Linked DNA regions of Bos taurus: region 2 is linked to region 1. The links are chromatin contacts, called in public Hi-C maps. All regions are on one chromosome and are shown on one strand. The core of a region is the stretch at or near the end of the contact, and the rest is flanking DNA. Distances in the headings are between cores, read along the strand shown.

Evidence for each region. A called contact is a pair of places that touch in the nucleus more often than the background predicts.
Region 2: a Hi-C map of liver shows a contact between it and region 1, with 6 times the contacts expected there. The contact joins two enhancer-like sites. A contact is called at or near these places in 5 of 11 Hi-C or Micro-C datasets (blastocyst, blood, liver and 2 more).

What each region holds. Positions count from the first base shown.
Region 1 is chr20:4,481,295-4,487,149 of ARS-UCD2.0, reverse strand. No RefSeq gene overlaps it. Among named protein-coding and RNA genes, the nearest start is that of DUSP1, 59 kb to the left of the region's middle. Within about 2 kb of position 1,484, at least 14 of the 102 cell types and tissues checked have an H3K27ac peak or open chromatin away from gene starts, as enhancers often do. A contact at or near this core is called in liver, where this site is marked.
Region 2 is chr20:4,695,522-4,701,678 of ARS-UCD2.0, reverse strand. ERGIC1 (endoplasmic reticulum-golgi intermediate compartment 1) reads right to left here. Exons shown (of 10, transcript NM_001076417.1): 9 at 4,940-5,062. Among named protein-coding and RNA genes, the nearest start is that of RPL26L1, 18 kb to the left of the region's middle. Within about 2 kb of position 2,283, at least 8 of the 102 cell types and tissues checked have an H3K27ac peak or open chromatin away from gene starts, as enhancers often do. A contact at or near this core is called in liver, where this site is marked.

The sequences.
Region 1 (5,855 bases), core at 235-2,734:
TGACTCTTTGCAACACCATCGACTATATGTAGCCCCACCAGGCTCCTCTGTCCATGGGATTTCCCGGACAAGAATACTGCAGTGGGTTGACATTTCCTTCTCCAGGGGATCTTCCTGACCTGGGATTGAACCCACATCTCCTGCACTGCAGGCAGGAGACCCCAGTTCAGTTCCTGGTTTGGGAAGTTCCCCTGGAGAAGGGATAGGCTACCCACTCCAGTATTCTTGGGCTTCCCTGGTGGCTCAGATGGTCTCCCACAGTGCAGGATACCTGGGTTTGATCCCCAGTTTGGGAAGATCCCCTGGAGGAAGGCATGGAGTATTCAGTATTCTTGTCTGGAGAATCCCCATGGACAGAGGAGCCTGGTCATCTACAGTCCATGGAGTCGTAAAGACTCAGACACGACTGGGCGACCAAGCACATCTCAGCTCCTGCGGTGGCAGGCAGGTTCTTTACCACTGAGCCACCAGGGAAGGTTCAGTTTACCCTTTTGTAAAATGGAAGCAATCCCAGTCTCTATCTCTTAGGACTAAATTTGGAATCGATTGAAAACAGGTAAATCTCTGAGGGCATGGCAAGTGCTTGATAGATGATATTATGAAGGACCCCCACAGATGGACACATATCAGCCATGCCTCACTGCCTTTGCACGGCTGAGAAGAGGTATATTATGTCTCTGCAGAGCTGGGGAAACTGAGTCACTGGGCCAGGAAGTGCCTGGGTCAGGCTTCAGCCTGAGTCACAGGCCTGATGCTGGGAAAACTCCCTTGCAGCCACCTCCAGAAATGCTTTGGGCCACAGTCTGCTGGCTTCAGGGCCTCCTTTCCTACCCCCACCATCAGCCACGTCAGGCTTCAGCCAGGAGACTTCAGTCTCCAAGTCATGTCCAACTCTCTGCAACCCCATGGACTGCAACATGCCAATCTTCCCTGACCTTCACCATCTCCCAGTTCGCTCAAACTCATGTCCAGTGAGTCCATGATGCCATCCAACCATCTCATCCTCTGTCGCCCTCTTCTTCTCCTGCCCTCAATCTTTCCCAGCATCAAGGTCCTTTCCAATGAGTTGGTTCTTCTCCTCAGGTGGCCAAAGTACTGGAGCTTCAACTTCAGCATCAGTCCTTCCAGGTCAGGCTGGGTCCCCTAATATGTGTCCCAGGAGTGAAGGAAGCTTTGCAATGGACACTTATAGACCTTTATACCTAGGGAAGCTGAGCCTGAGAGGAGGAGGTGATTTCCTTGCACCATGCAGCTGTGTGGGGGTAGGACCCTGACTTGCCTACAGGGGCGTCCATCAGAAAAAAAACCTGCTGTTGTGGCTGGACTCCCTCTGGGCTGGCTCACATCTCCAGTGCAGCCATGGGATCAAAGGCGAAGCTGCAGGAAGCCCTTCCCATCCCGACTTCCCTAGAACTAGGACACGCTTTGACGTCAGCACATCCACATTCCTGCCCTCCAGCCCCAGGGTTGGGGCACTGATTTCCTCCCACCAGCCTTGGCATCACAAACAGGAAGCTGGGTCATGTGGGTGGACCGGGCCAGGGCACAGGGAGGAAAGGGGCGGGAGTCCAATCTAGGCATCGGCTCCCAGCCTGGCACCCAAGGAGGGCCAGGGAGTCCTGTTACACTGTGTCCTCCGGGCCACGCTGTTCCTCAGGCATTCACAAGGGCCTTCAGTGACTTCGTCCTTTTTGGTCTTCACAAACTCCTGCATTCATTGATTATGACTCTTTCCTTGTTCAGATACTAAGTCGTGTTTGATTCATGGTAACCCCATGGTTATGCCAGCCTTCCCTGTCCTTCACCATTTCCCAGAGTTTGCTCAAATTCATGTCCATTGAGTTGGTGATACCATCCAACTATCCCGTCCTCTGTCTTCCCCTTCTCCTCCCACTTTGAGTCTTTCCCAGCATCAGGGTCTTTTCCAATGAGTCAGGTCTTTGCATCAGGTGGCCAAAGTGTTTGAGCTTCAGTTTCAGCATCAGTCTTTCCAGTGAATATTCAGGGTTGACTTCCTTTAGGATTGACTGGTTGGATCTTGAAGTCCAAGGCCCCAGTGAAGCCACTGACATGAGTGAGGGAGGGCTGTGGAGAACACCTTTCAGTTTTACCTCCATCAATAAAGTGGCCTTTCTGAATGAAAACAGAAAAAGTCTTCCCTGGCACCACAATTTAAAAGCATAAAATTTCCAGCACTGAGCCTTCCTTACGGTCCAACTCTCACATCCATACATGACTACTGGAAAAACCATAGCTTTGACTAGACAGACCTTTGTTGGTAAAGTGATGTCTCTGGTTTTTAATATGCTGTCTAGGCTGGTCATAGTTTCTCTTCCAAGGAGCCAGTGTCCTTTAATTTTGTGGCTGCAGTGATTTTGGAATCCAAGAAAATAAAATCTGTCACTGTTTCCACTTTTCCCCCATCTATTTGCCATGAAGTGATGGTGTCAGATGCCATGATCTTAGTTTTTTGAATGTTGAGCTTTAAGCCAACTTTTTCACTCTCTTCTTTCACCTTTATCAAGAGGCTCTTGAGTTTTTCTTCGCTTTCTGCCATCAGAGTGGTTTCATCTACATATCTGAGGTTGTTGATATTTCTCCCAACAATCTTGATTCCAGCTTTTGCTTCATCCAGCCCGGCATCTCACATGATGTACTCTGCATAAAATGACGGTTTTTACTGATGAAGAGTTATGGCCACCCTGGGTTAAGCACTTACTCTGGCCTTGTGCTTTGTCTCTCATTTAATTCTCATAATCCTCTTATTTTCATTTAACAGGTGAGGAAACTAAGGCATTGGCAGGGTGAGTTAAGTGGGTCTGCAGCAGTGGGGAGTGGGCAGAGCAGGCATGTGGACCCTGGGTGTGTGGCCTGGAGCTGGTCCCAGGAGCCCTGGTGGATGCAGCCTCCTCCCCGTCTCAGCCTCTGCCAGCACCACGCTGGCAAATGCAAATTCGATCGTGTGTCTCCTGGGCTAATCCCTTTCATGGCTCCCCTTTACCCCAGGGACAAAAATCCATGCTGTGAGGATGACATGCTGCCCTTTCCTCCTGCTGCCCCGCCGCCCCAGCCAGCTTTGCTGCTTTGAGCGTCCGGAGCCACCCTTGGTATACTGAAACTGCTCTCTCGTTTTCACCACGACCGCAATTTATACAGGAGGAGTCCGCAGATGGAAGAGGAGATGGAGTGTCGGTCATATCACAGCACCAGTGAGGGGCACAGGCCTGGTGGGTCCAAAACTTTCCATGCCAGAGATGCCCAGGCCACAGGACAGAGAAATGACCTGAGGCCTCTTCCCAAGGCAGCTTCCTGGGCCCAAGCTGCAAATGCAGGACAGCGGCATGGTAGTCGTGCCTAGCGATTTCCCTGGGGCATCTGAGCACCTCCTTCCCAGCCCTCCACAGCCCCCAGGGCTGTCGGAGTGGTCCCAGTGGTCACAGAAGCTGTAAGACCTGCTGCGGCGGGGAGGTTTCCAGCTGGTGGGTCCTGCCCCCTCAGGGTTCCTGGCAGCCAGGCGCCGCCTCGACTTCCTGCTCCTCTCTCCTGGGGTCCCAAAGCGGCCCCTCCGCGCTTCCTTCCTCAGGGTCCTTCCCTCCCTTCAAAGGAGGGAACAAAACAAAGTAGATAAACAAAACAGGTTTGTTGCCCACGCCTGAGGCCAGGCTGCAGCAGCCTGGAGGTCTCACCCCAGAGGGCATTCAGACCCCGTGGCCAGGCCCAGCCCCAGTCTCTGGTCGGGAGTTCCAGGTGGGACCTCAAAACATGCATTTTTGCTTGTTTGTTTTTGGCCTTTTTTGTGTGTGTGTCAAGCCGTCTCATTTTCTCCATAATTCCTTCAACTCAAAGTACAAATTCTCCAGATTCCTAAAAGGGGAACTTTAGGCTTATTGTGTGAGCTCCTGGTGGCTCAGACAGTAAAGAGTCTGCCCGCAGTGCGGGAGACCTAGGTTCGATCCCTGTGTCTGGAAGATCCTCTGGAGAAGGAAATGGCAACCCACTCCAGTATTCTTGCCTGGAGAATCCCACGGTCATGGGATCGCAAAGAGTCGGGGGCTTATTGTGTACCTTTAGCCACACCTGATCACTGATTTTATGGAGGAAGAATATTATCCCTATGGCACAAAGGGAAGTCATTGTGGGTCATTCAAGGTTAACCTTAATATAGGACTTTCAGTTCAGTTCAGTCGCTTGGTCGTTTCCGGCTCTTTGCAACCCCATGAATTGCAGCACTCCCAGAGTTTACCCAAACTCATGTCCATCGAGTTGGTGATGCCATCCAGCCATCTCATCCTCTGTTGTCCCCTTGTCCTCCTGCCCCCAATCCCTCCCAGCATCAGAGTCTTTTCCAATGAGTCAACTCTTCGCATGAGGTGGCCAAAGTACTGGAGTTTCAGCTTCAGCATCAGTCCTTCCAATGAACACCCAAGACTGATCTCCTTTAGGATGGACTGGTTGGATCTCCTTACTGTCCAAGGGACTCTCAAGAGTCTTCTCCAACACCACAGTTCAAAAGCATCAATTCTTCGGCACTCAGCTTTCTTCACAGTCCAACTCTCACATCCATACCAGTGGAAAAACTATAGCCTTGACTAGACAGACCTTTGTTGGCAAAGTAATATGTCTGCTTTTGAATATGCTGTCTAGGTTGGTCATAACTTTTCTTCCAAGGAGTAAGCATCTTTTAATTTCATGGCTGCAGTCACCATCTGTAGTGATTTTGGAGCCCCAAAAGTAAAGTCTGACACTGTTTCCACTGTTTCCCCATCTATTTCCCATGAAGTGATGGGACCGGATGCCATGATCTTCGTTTTCTGAATGTTGAGCTTTAAGCCAACCTTTTCACTCTCCTCTTTCACTTTCATCAAGAGGCTTTTGAGTTCCTCTTCACTTTCTGCCATAAGGGTGGTGTCATCTGCATATCTGAGGTTATTGATATTTCTCCCGGCAATCTTGATTCCAGCTTGTGCTTCTTCCAGCTGAGCGTTTCTCAGGCTAGGTTAAAAATCTCATTTGGGAAAGGGGACAGGATCTGAATAGAAATTTTTTTCCAATAAAAACATACAGATGGCCAATAGGCACACGAAAAGATGTTCAACATCACTAAATAGGAGAAAAGTGGTAATAAAAAGTACAATGAAGTACCACCTCATGACTATCAGAATGGCTGTCATCAAAAAGGCAAGCAACAGTAAGTGCTGGAGAGAATGTGAAGAAAAGGAAACGCTCCTATAAGTTGGTGGGAGTGAAAATTGGTGCAGCCACCATGGAAAACAGTGTGGAGATTCCTCATAAAGCTAAACATAAAACTACCATATGATCCAGCAATCCCACTTCTGGGTGTCCATCTGAAGAGTAGGAAAACCCTGCTTCAAAAAGATACATGCATTCTCACATTCACAGCCACATTATTTCCAATAACCAAATATGAAAATAACCTGAATGCCTGTTGATAGATGAATAGTTCAAGAAGTGTGTGTGTACACAACATAATATTATTTCATCATAAAAAGAGGAAATCTTGCTATTTGGAGTAACGTGGACGGACCTTGTGGGTATTATGCTAAGTGATATGTCAGATGGAGGAACACAAACACAAATACAAATCAAGAGAAACAAAATAAGCAAGCCAAGCCAAACAAAGAGTCCCTCGGACGGCAAGGAGACCAAACCAGTCTCTAAAGGAAATCAGTCCTAAAGGAAATCAATATTCATTGGAAGGACTGATGCTGAAGCTGAAATTCCAATCCTTTGGCCACCTGATGCGAAGAACTGACTCATTTGAAAAGACCCTGATGTTGGGAAAGACTGAAGGCAGGAGGAGAAGGGGAAGACAGAGGATGGGATGGTTGGATAGC
Region 2 (6,157 bases), core at 1,034-3,533, 210 kb before region 1:
CTCAGATGGAAAACCTCCTCAGTTTTCTCTCCTCTCAGCTTCTGTTCTTTTACCATCCCATGTGCCCCCCACCCCATGCACCTGCTGCCTTTTGTCAATGGAAAAATCCTTGCAGGTGCCCAACAGATGAGTGAGAAGTAATTGGATAAAGGCAGGAAGACCTGCACATCAGCAGCTGACCAGCCTCAGACGGACAGCTTGCCTGCTTGCTTGCGTCTACACAGGCGTGATTGTGACTTTCCCACACGTGCTCGTGATATTGGCTTGTTTCCTGCTACAATATTTCTTCTTGAGTCCCAAGATAGAAGTCACTATATCAGATGATCCTGGTGTCTTATTAAGGGCTCCGTGGCTTCTGGGGGTTCTGTAGCTGGGACATCCTTGAGAGTCTTTGTTTTGGAAACTGCAGGCTCCCAAGCTGGTGGGGAAGGGTATGGCAGAGGCATGTTTGGAGGGCAAAGTCCTGGCCTTGCCATATCCTGGCTGTGTGATCTTAGAAGAGTTTCTTTACCTCTCAGGGCCTCAGCTAATTTCCAAATAAAACAGGAATGATACCATCTATCTTGGAGGGCTCCTAGTAGGATTAAAGGAGATGACTGTAAAATTACCTGGTACCCAGTAGCTGCTATAAGTGCAGCTCTATGATCACTCCTTTAAGCAGCTGTCCCTTGTATATTTCTGAGCACCTGTATCCAGGCCAAGTCCCGTGCTAGATGTGGGTAACAAAGAGGTGAATTAGACCTGGAACTCCTCACACTCAGGCCTGGCAGCTATGAAGTGCAATCAAAAGACTGGGGGATTATTTCACTGGCAAGGAGCATCGCGAGGTCAAGGATGCTACCTAACTCAGCCATCCCTGCTGGCCAACGGGGACGTGTCATCACAGCTGCTACTTTCCGGTGGACAAAAACTCATGACCATACTGACCCAGTTTGGTATATACTTGGTGACTTCTGGTTGCTCCCCCCAAGTAGCATAAAACACACAAGGAAAGCAATGTGACACCTCCAAAGCCATCTAATCTGTCACCACTGCCCACTTGAAGGCCATCTCCAAAAAGGGGCTTTGGCAAGTGGCGAGGTAGGGAACAAATGTGTGCATGTGGGAGGGGGCACTCTAAAGGGGATCGCTTGCATGTTGTTAAACACCATCTGTTTATTCCCTCAGTGGTGGAATTTTCTGGAACAACACAAGGTAGCGGTCTGAACAAGGTTCTCCAGGTATCCAGAGAGAGGACCCTCGGGCAGCCTGGTAGAGAATTCCGGAAGGAGGATGCCTCCTCTGCTCAGGCTGAGAATGAACAGGTCTTGTAGACCATAAGAGCCTGGAGGGGCAGCCCTGAATAAGCCAGGGCTTTGTTACTTAGAATGCTTCGGGGAGGTCCCACCTGCCTCTCCGCTCCACACCCACTCTGCCGCCCTGGACTGCACCCACCCCTCATTCCAGCCCACCCACAGCTGCCTCCACACAGCCGCCACATGACGACATCCTGGCTTAAGTGCCCTCTTCAACAGCCCCTCTGAGGCGCTATTTGCAGAGGCCCCCTTTGGGGGTTCGGGGGCTTTGCACACAAGTGTCTGATTTTATAAAGAGAGAAAGAAAAGTCACAGCAGGTGCCTCCACTTCCCTCTTGGCCCCACCCTGCCCAGCGAGGGCTCCTGGAGGTCTCTGTACATGTGTGTCTGCGTGTGAGCGTCATCCCACATCTGCCGCCCAGTGACAGGGGCCTTTGAAGCTCCACAATGACGCCATCTGCCAGGGACAGCCGGCGGGCTCGCACTGGACTGAGCCCCACAGTTGCCATGGCAACCAAGATGGCAGCATGGGGCCCTCAGAAAACCCAGCAGGCTAATGATGTCAGGAGGTACCCTGCAGAATGGTCCCCATTCAGGTGGAGGTGGGCAGGGCAGGGGTGGATGAGCGACTGGTGGCCAAAGGGAAGAGAAGAAGGCCTCCAGGCGATGCAGGTCAGGCCTGTGCCTTGGGGGTCTGGGGGACCTCCAGCTCTCAGAAGTCCTTCCCCATCAAAAGAAGCTACAAGGCCTCCACAAGACACGCTGTGCTGTACGCCTCAGCACACACTACTCCCTTTGCTGAGACTCTCTCAGCTTTGCTCACCAGCCTAGAAAACGCCTCCTCACCCTGCAAGACCCATCCTGAGGTGTCCTTCTCTGAACTTTCCCAACAGAGAAGAGTCTTTGTCACTGGGGTGCCTGGTCCACATCAGAGTCCTGGCTGATCCGGACTGCAGCTCTGTGGGCTCAGCCATCTCCCTGGCCTGCCAGGAAGCAAGCTAAGGTCAGAGACTGTGTCTAGTTCACTGTTCCTGCTGCCCAGCACAGGGTAAAGTCTAGCAAATATTATTTAGCAAATAAATGAAGTCACTTCACTTCTCAGCCACTTGGCAAGAAATTTCAACACTCAGAGCCTCAGCTGTCAGGAATGCAGGAGCAAACAGAAAGCAGGCCAGGAGAGCCTCCTGACCCCATGGCGAGGTGTGGGCACGGTCATCTCTCCACCAGTGTCCAGGCTGCAGACCCCAGGGCCTCTGAGATGCACACCACGTCCACACAGGGGTGCCAACTTGCGTCTTCGCTTCTGTCCTATTCTGGGCCTGCAGTAGGAGTACTGGCTAAGACTCAGCGCCACGACCTACTTGGGCTGCTACCCCGTGGGGCCTTGGGTAGAATCACCTGCTCAAATTCCCTAATTTGGAGCCAAAGGGTTAGTGCATCTCCATCCAAGTGGCTGAGCCCATTCACATCAGAGAACATATGTGGGTCCTCCTGCTTCGTGTCCTCCCAGTCCTTATGGGGCAGGCCCATCCTTCTACCAGTTTGATAGCATACGATTGGGTCTTGCTGTTTTGAATCTCATTCCTCTGGTTTCTAGTGAACCTTGGCATCTTTCCATTTTCAGTGTGGTCTCTTCTGTCAGCAGTCAAGTCCTTACCTATTTTCTTTTTGATCACTTGACTTTGTCTTATTGACTTGTAGGAATTTTATCTCTTTTGGCCACACCATGTGGTTTGCAGGATCCTTGTTCCCCAGTCAGGGATTGAACCTGGGCCCACAGCTGTGAGCGTACTGAGTCCTAACCATTGGACCACCAGGGAATTCCCTTTAGGAACTTTTTGATATATAAATTCTGAAGCATACCTCTTTCTTGGGCTGTGCTTAGCTGCTCAGTCGTGTCCAACTCTTTGTGACCCCATGGACTATAATCCACCAGGCTCCTCTGTCCATGGGAATTCTCCAGGCAAGAATACTGGGGTGGGTTGCCATGCCCTCCTCCAGGGGTCTTCCCAACTCAAGGACTGAACCCAGGTCTCCCCCATTGCAGGCAGATTTTTTACCATCTGAGCCACCAAAGAAGCCCAAGAATACTGGAGTGGATAGCCTATCCCTTCTCCAGGGGAACTTCCTGACCCAGGAATGGATCTGGGGTCTCCTGGATCGCAGGCAGATTTTCTACCAGCTGAGCTACTCAGGAAGCCCCACATCTTTCTTGTATGTGGGGCAAATATCTTCTTCCAATCTGTGTCTGGTATTTTAGCTTTATGTTAAGTACCCTTGGCTAATGAGAAGTTTCAAATTTTTATGGAGTCAGAGAACAGCAAAAGGCTATTTTGAGGCTCATATGAGCACCAAACTTTTAACATCCTTTGTATCCACATGGTTTTCTGTAACTGCAGAGCAGCCCTTTCCTGATCTGCTCTGAGTCCCACAAGGCCATGGGAGGCAGGAAGAGTGGGGACTGTTATTCCTATCTCATAGAGGATGAGACGGAGCGCCTGTAGCGGCCATCCGGCCTTTGGCCTCCGCGCATCCCATCCTCCTTCTTCTAGTGACTGGCCTCTGACTTTTCTCTGGGGAGCCCCACTCCATCGCAGCCTTTGTCCTTGCAGTCTGGGTGGGGCTGGCCCACTGGAGCACACCATTCATTTTCCAGGCCACAAGGATGGCATGGGACCTGAGCCAGGCCAATGACAATGCTATTCCATCCAGTACTTGGGGTAGAATTACTGAGAAAGAGGCACTTTCTACCGGTAAATTCTATTTGAAAATGAAACCAGTACTGAGGAGAGCAGGACGATGAGAGGGCTTTTCCAGACATCTGTACCTGGATCTAACCATACCTGAAGCCCATGTATCCTTCAAGCCAGCATATTGTGGGGTCCTGTCTCTTCTGGATCAATAACAGGGTCCTAACACAGACCACGTCAGAGCAGGAAATTAAAGAGCCAAGACTGGACAGCTAACTCTCTTCTTTTAAAATTCTCTCATTATTAAAAGTACAAAGAGGCAGAAAGGCAGTTTCCAATCTAAGAAGGAGGGAACACCACACCATCTCATCCACCTCCACCACCTCTGGCTTACTAAACTTCTCAAGGCCTCCTGGCCGGGGCAGGGCACTGTGACCCTGCTGTTCTGACCCCAAGGACACTTTGAATGCGAAGTCAGGATAGAACAGTTGACAGAAATAGTCAGTACCAAGGAAAGCTGACATCAGCTTGAAACTGCCCCACAGAAAACTGGACTTAGTGGAGACAATGACAAAAAAGAAAAAAGAGAATAGGCGGAAGGAAAGAAAGAAAAAAAAATCTGACATTATCAGCAGCTAGCATTGAAAAGAATGAGTGAAATCCTCACTGTAAAACTTACACAGAAAGGATAAGCTCTGCTAAGGAATAATTTCCACCACAGTGAAAAACAATGGAGAAAATCAGGAACAGGAACAGCTAAAGATGGAATTGCTTAAGGGATGGAAATGAATGAGTGGCATTCCCCTCTGGAAAAGATTTTCTTGATGAAATGCCATTGATATTGATGCACCTCTGAGGACATTTCTAAACACTCTTGTGTGGACAGGCTGAGCACCCCGCCCTGCGGACTGCGGACTGCGTCCTGCTTCTCGGAGGCGGCGCCTGCCCACTCACCGTGGTGATGAACCGGTACAGAGGCTGCCGTCTCTCCGTGTACTTGACCGTGATGGGGCTCAGGTCGTAGCGGAACCAGATGGCGGGGATGATGCGGCCCGTGTGGCTGTAGGCGACGTACTCCTGTGGCGGAAGGAGAGAAAAGGGTGGGGTGCGAGACTCAGACTCCAACCGTGTCTCAGGGCGGTAACTGCACAGGGTCCCCAGCAGCCTACTCCTCCACACAAAGCCAGGCTTCGTGGACCCCTCCTCCCACACCCTTTCTTCCAAAGCTCTGCCATCAGCGTCCGGAGGGCCACCACTCACTGGGGGCATTTGGGACCCCTTTGACTGCTTAGAAATGGATGGCATGACCTTGGAAGCAGCACCAGAATCAAAATAGAGGCGTCTGAGAGCAGAGCTGTTGAAGGACCACTGCAACGTGGGCTGAGTAAAGGTCTATTTCCCCCTGCAGCTCCTGGGCCATGCAGAATCTACTGGCTTATCCAGTGGCTGTTCACCAAGCATCCCTCCTGTGTGCTGGCCCCGCGCTGGGTGCTGGGGACCTCAGGTGAGAACACCTTGCCCCCTCCCCAGAGGCGCCCACAGTCTGGAGAAGGAGGCAGATGTACAAACACCTGCCACACTGCAGCGCTGCAAGTGCCGTGACTGAGGAACATGGCGTGCTGAGCGGCCCGTCAGTGAATGGCCGTGTCTCAGGGATGTGGGAAGGCCTGGCGAGGAGGGCACAGGCTAAGCTACACATGGCCTCCTGAGCACTGTGTGTGTGAGAGAGATGTGGGGAAGGGGCTTCTTCAAAGAAGGAACACAACGAACTGGAAAGCCAAAGGGCAAAGCCCCACCACCAGACTCCTGGAGAAGGCACTGGCTGGGACTGCAAGGATACCAAGGGGCTGAATTAACAGTGCATCCACTTCAGGATGCTGAAAACCTCGGGGGGACTTGTTCATCCACAGCAACTGGAAACCAAACTAAAGCCTCAACTCCAAACGCTAAGGGCCAAGCTTCTCAGGGACAACCTTGAAACCGGCCCTCTCTGTTGGACCGCCACCAGTCCCCGTGGGTGCAGCCCCTCTCGCTCACAGGGCAGAATGGGGCTGAGGTTGCAGAGAGCTGAACACACAGTCCTGGCCGCTGGGCCCTTGCCAAAGCCTCAGGGGAAGAAGCCTTGGGCAAAACAAGATCAGCTTTCTCCTGGGAGAGCTGATGGGGCAGGGT